Linked DNA regions of Sus scrofa: region 1 is linked to region 2. A link is a contact called in public Hi-C data. All regions are on one chromosome and are shown on one strand. The core of a region is the stretch at or near the end of the contact, and the rest is flanking DNA. Distances in the headings are between cores, read along the strand shown.

The links. Hi-C and Micro-C count contacts between places; a contact is called where the count stands out from the background.
Region 1: a Hi-C map of embryonic fibroblasts shows a contact between it and region 2, with 2.6 times the contacts expected there. The contact joins the promoter of ZNRF1 here to the promoter of TMEM231 in region 2. A contact is called at or near these places in 1 of 47 Hi-C or Micro-C datasets (embryonic fibroblasts) and 1 of 2 datasets of contacts at active chromatin or transcription factors (skeletal muscle).

What each region holds. Positions count from the first base shown.
Region 1 is chr6:12,667,534-12,670,233 of Sscrofa11.1, reverse strand. It overlaps ZNRF1 (a long non-coding RNA gene), which reads left to right and starts at 1,427. Exons shown (of 5, transcript XR_002344499.1): 1 at 1,427-2,505.
Region 2 is chr6:12,138,935-12,141,634 of Sscrofa11.1, reverse strand. It overlaps TMEM231 (transmembrane protein 231), which reads right to left and starts at 1,318. Exons shown (of 6, transcript XM_005664337.3): 1 at 448-1,318. The coding sequence starts at 948.

The sequences.
Region 1 (2,700 bases), core at 178-2,677, 530 kb before region 2:
TGATTGGGAAATATCTGGGGGACATTTAGAGCAAGGAAGTCAGGCCAGGAACTAAATGATGCTCATAGCCAGCACTCAGCATTTGATAGATACTGAGCTTTCCCTGTAGCGCAAACAGGATCCATGGCTGCACTGGCGGCTTTGCAGCTATGTGTGTGGGGTGTGTGGATTCAAGCCCCTGCCCCCAGCAATGGGTTAAGGATCCAACATTACTGTAGCTGTGGCATAGATTGCAACTCTGGCTCAGATTCAATCCCTGGTCCAGGAACTCCACACGCCACCCGTGGCCAAAAAAGAAAAGAAAAGAAAAGGTGCTGAATGAATGAATGAATGAATGTTAGTGAGAATAAGAGAGATTGCAAAATTCAGACTTGGTCAGCAAATCTTTATTGAGTACCGGCTCTGTGATAGACCCTGTGGTGCATGCCAAGATAAATGGTGAACAAAACAGGGGTCCCACCGTGAACTAGAGTGTTTCTAAAATCACTAGTTCTAGCTGTATTATTCCATCTCATGTCCATATCTTTTCACTTTTTATCATACATCTAATGATCATCAGAATCACATTTTAGCTAAGGAATCTATCCATTTGATTAAGGACAAAATAGAAAGTTCTGATCTACTGTCAGCAAAAACTGGAGTCACAAGGGCCCCGGTGCTCCATTTACCCCCAACAACTAAGAATTCCCCAAATGCTAAGTTTCCTGATTTTTTTTTTTTTTTTTTTTTTTTTTTTTTTTGCCTTCTCTAGGGCCGCTCCCGCGGCACATGGAGATTGCCAGACTAGGGGTGAAATCGGAGCTGTAGCCACCGGCCTACGCAGAACCACAGCAATACAGGATCCGAGCCGCGTCTGCGACCTACACCACAGCTCACGGCAATGCCAGATCCCTAACCCACTGAGCAAGGCCAGGAATCGAAGCCGCAACCTCATAGTTCTTAGTCGGATTCGTTAACCACTGCGCCACAGCGGGAACTCCTAAGTTTCCTGATTTTTAGGGGTTCTTGGATGAGGAACCTCAGATAGAACGCATAGCATGTCCACCAGAGGGTGCTGTGGGGGCAAATTTGCGCCGGGTGGGGAGCTTGACCGCTGACCCTCAGAGCCAGGTAGGCGTCTCGAGTAATTTTTTTTCTTCCTTGGGTTTCCTTCCCACCCCTGGAACCATGGCCGCCCCTCGCCCCCCAGGTAGGTTCCCTCCTTTCCCAGTAAGCGGCTACTTTCGGGGGCTTAAAGAGTGCTTGCTTTGAAAAGACGCCTAGCTTTTGGTCCCGACGCCCCATGGCTCAGGCCCCTCAGGTCAGGGCGGATTGGGTGGGTGGGACTTCTCGGGCGCCCGCGGCCTTGCGCCGCAGGGGCGGGGAAAGGGTTAACCCGGCGGGAGGGGGAGGGGGGAGGGGGCGCGGGCCGCGCCTGCGCTCTGCCGCCCTCCATTGTCTCCACGGCGGCGAGGAGCGCCGGAGAGCGCAGTCCCGGACCAAGCAGGGCGGCGCGGCTCGCCGGGAAGGCGGCGGCTGCTGGAGCGGGCGCGACGCGACGCTATCACCGCTTCCCGAGCTCTGTCTGGCCTCCCAGCGCCGCGGCCCTCCCGAGGCCTGGAGGGGTCCGGGCCGCCGTCCATGGTCGCGGCGTCCTGAGGCGGGGGACGCGCCCGGCGCCCCCAGCCCTCCTCCGCCTCCTGCTTTCGGGCGGGCGGCCTCCTCCGGCGCCTCCCTGCGCCCGCCCGCCTGCTCGCCCGCCGCCTCCCTCCCTCCTTCCCTGCGGCTCCCCCGGCTTTCGGGAACCCGGGGGCGGCCTGTGGCGCGCCGAGCCCGCGGCGGACTGCGCCTCTTTGGACCTTGAGGGGAAACATGCGTTTGGCTTGGATCGGTTTAAATTCTTAGTTTGGGATCCCCGCCCGCCTGCCTCTTCCGCCCCGCGGGTTTTCTTTTCTCTTTTTCTTTTTTTTTGTCCTTTTCCACCTCCCAGTCTCCTTTTTGACTCCCTCCCCCTTTATGCTCGCCCAACCCTCCCCCGGTTGCTGAGAAGTGGGGGAGGGTCTCGGCCTCCAGGTTCCCGCCCCACCGGGGCCCGGGCGAGCATGGGGGGCAAGCAGAGCACGGCGGCTCGTTCTCGGGGCCCCTTCCCTGGGGTCTCCACCGATGACAGCGCCGTGCCCCCGCCGGGAGGGGCGCCCCACTTTGGGCACTACCGGGCAGGCGGCGGGGCCATGGGGCTGCGCAGCCGCTCGGTCAGCTCGGTGGCGGGCATGGGCATGGACCCCAGCACGGCCGGGGGGGTGCCCTTTGGCCTCTACACCCCCGCCTCCCGGGGCACCGGCGACTCGGAGAGGGCGCCCGGCGGCGGAGGGTCGGCGTCCGACTCCACCTATGCCCACGGCAATGGTTACCAGGAGACGGGCGGCGGTCACCATAGAGACGGGATGCTGTACCTGGGCTCCCGAGCCTCGCTGGCGGATGCTCTACCTCTGCACATCGCACCCAGGTGGTTCAGCTCGCACAGTGGTGAGTCTGCGGGTGGTGGAGGCCTCGGAGGGTGGAGTTCAAGGGAGGGCGCGCCGGGGCGCCCCACACCTTCGCGCGCGTGCGGGGATTTGGAGGTGGAGTGCGCGACCTGAATCTGTCTTCCCTTTGATTCCCGAAGCCAAGGGATGAATGGGATCCCTACCCTATAGAAAAGAGGCTTCCTGAGAGGCTGCG
Region 2 (2,700 bases), core at 69-2,568:
TGCGGGTGCGGCCCTAAAAAAAAAAAAAAAACAGAAAAACCAAAAAAAAAAAAAAAAAAAAAAAGAGAGAGAGAACGTCAACTGGCTTTCACGACTCAGCAACTTTCGCGACCACGCTTCCATCAGGCCACGCCCACGGAAATGGGGGCCAGAGACAGGCTGTCCGCAGGCTATCAGTCTCTGTGTGGGACACACACCCTGACAGCAGTGACTAATTTTCTCGGGGGTGGTGGACGGCTTGGAGAATTCGAATATTACAAAATATTTACTCCCCAGGAAATTAAATATAAGCTTAGGCCAATGAGCCTGTACACACAACTTCTGTGGATTCGTAACTCCTTCAGACCCAAGCAGGGCCCCCAGGGACAAGGACCCGGACCGCCCAGCTTCCTCCCACGCATGCCCCTATCCCCATCTCCATCCATACACCCGCCCAGAACCACGCACCGAAACGAGCGGGACGCGCAGGTGATCCCCCTGCAGTCGGTTGAAGGCAGGGAACGTGCTCCAGGCCAGGAATCCGCCGTGCGCGTGCTCAGGTCCCAGCAAGGCCACGAGCAGCACTTGGTGCTGGAAGCGTACGGTCGGCTGCTCCTCGTAGCTACTCCGTTTCAGCCAAAACCCTGAGGTAAAGAGGGCAGGAGGCAGAGGGGAAGAGGTTAGGGAGGCCGGCGGGAGCACCGGGGAGAATCCTGTCGCGCACTGGCCTTCAGGCAGGCTCACCGTGGCTCCGGAAGGCCACCAGCAGCGGTGGGATGTACGTGAGGGCGGTGGCCAGCAGCAGGAACAGCGCGGCCTTGGAGCAGAGCCCCGCGCGGTAGCCGCGCTCCACCGGGTGAGAAAAGAGTTCGTGGAGCGCCATGAGCACAGGTCGGAGTCGGGCTGCGCGTCCCGGACCCCTCCGCGGTTCCAGAGACTCGACCAACTTTGGCTTCTCCTGGTTGCCATAGCCTTGGTCTCCACGGCAACCGCAGGCGCGGGGAAAGGAACCAATAGCAAGGAAGCTGGCTTTGGTGGGGGTGGGGCTAACGGGGGGCGGTACCCACTGGTGGATCGTAGTCCTAGCTTTAAGCGTTAGGCGCCCTTTCCTATAAGCTGAGCAGAAATGGAATGTTCCGTGCCCCCAAATCTTAGCATCGCCCTTGTTAACATTTGTGTCAAATTAGATTTTCATAAATATTAAAGTAAATACCTGCATAAGTGTCATCTGTTAATCCCCAATGTGGTTCACTGTACACTGAGTCCAGTAACGGCACACCTTACATTGGAGGAAAACAGTGTGGTCCTGGACCTGGTCACTCCTTTGTATCCAAATGTACCTTTTTTCTTTCTTTCTTTTCACTTTTATTTATTTATTTGTTTGTTTGTTTTTAGGGCCGCATCCGCAGGCATATGGAAGTTCCCGGGCTAGGGGTCAAATAAGAGCTGCAACTGCCGCCTACAGCACAGTTCCAGCAACACAGGTTCTGAGCTGCGTCTGTGACCTACACCACAGGCCATGGCAATGCCAGTTCCTTAACCCACTGAGCGAGGCTAGTGATCCAATCCACATCCTCATGGATGCTAGTCAGGTCCCTTACCACTGAGCCAGGGCAGGAACCCCTGTCTCCAAATTTTCTAATGCTTTCACTAGTCCATAGCAAGACAGACACCGAAACAGGTCACAAAGCACCCTGCTCTTCAAGGGATAAGGATAATTACTATATAGCTCTACTATACTATGTTATAGTTGAGCACAGGCTTGACGACCTGTTTTGGGGAAGCTCTGGCCCTCTGCAAAGTTAACCTTGGTGTGTCACTTCATTAAAAGCTCTCCCTAGTATTTCAAACAAGGCAGAAGGATCTTTTTTTTTTTAAGGGCCATACCCATGGCATATGGAGGTTCCCAGGTTAGGGGTCAAATTGGACCTACAGCTGCCAGCTTATGCCACAGGCATGGCAATGCAGGATCCAAGCCATGTCTGCAACTTACACCATAGGTCATGGCAACACCAGATCCCTAACCCACTGAGGGAGGCCAGGGATCAAATGGATCCTCATGGATACCAGTCTGATTCGTTTCCACTGGACCACAATGGGAACTCCCAGGATTTTTTTTTAACACGTTCAACAGCCAACTTCTTTATCAAAAGGACCCGAAGAATCAAATGTCAGTGCCAAGAGATAGTGTGAGGTTTGTTATCAGAATGGAGTCCAGCAGTAGACGCTCCTATTTCAAAACCAACCTAGAAGTGCTTTTGTCTTCTAGTTTCATTGGGATATAACTGACATACAGCACCATATAAGTTTAAGGTGTACAACATAATGATTTGACTTACATACATCATAAAATGATTACAATAAGTTTAGTGAACCCTTCACCTCATATAGAAAATTAAATAGAAAATATTTTTCCTTATAATAAGATCTCTTAGGATTTATTCTCTTTCTTTCATATGTAACCCAGTGCAGTGTTAATTATATTTATCATGTTGTACCTTATATCCCTAGTACTTATCTTGTAACTGCAAGTTTGTACCTTCTTTTCATCCAATCCCCTCTTCCCTCCACCCTGATTCTGGTAGCCACAAATCTGATCTCTTTTTTTAATGAGTTTGTTTATTTTTGGAAGTATAAGTGACCTACAACCCTATTAGTTCCTGTTTCACAGTATGAAGTATTTCTACACATTTCTTTTTTTTTTTTTTTTTTTTTTTTTTT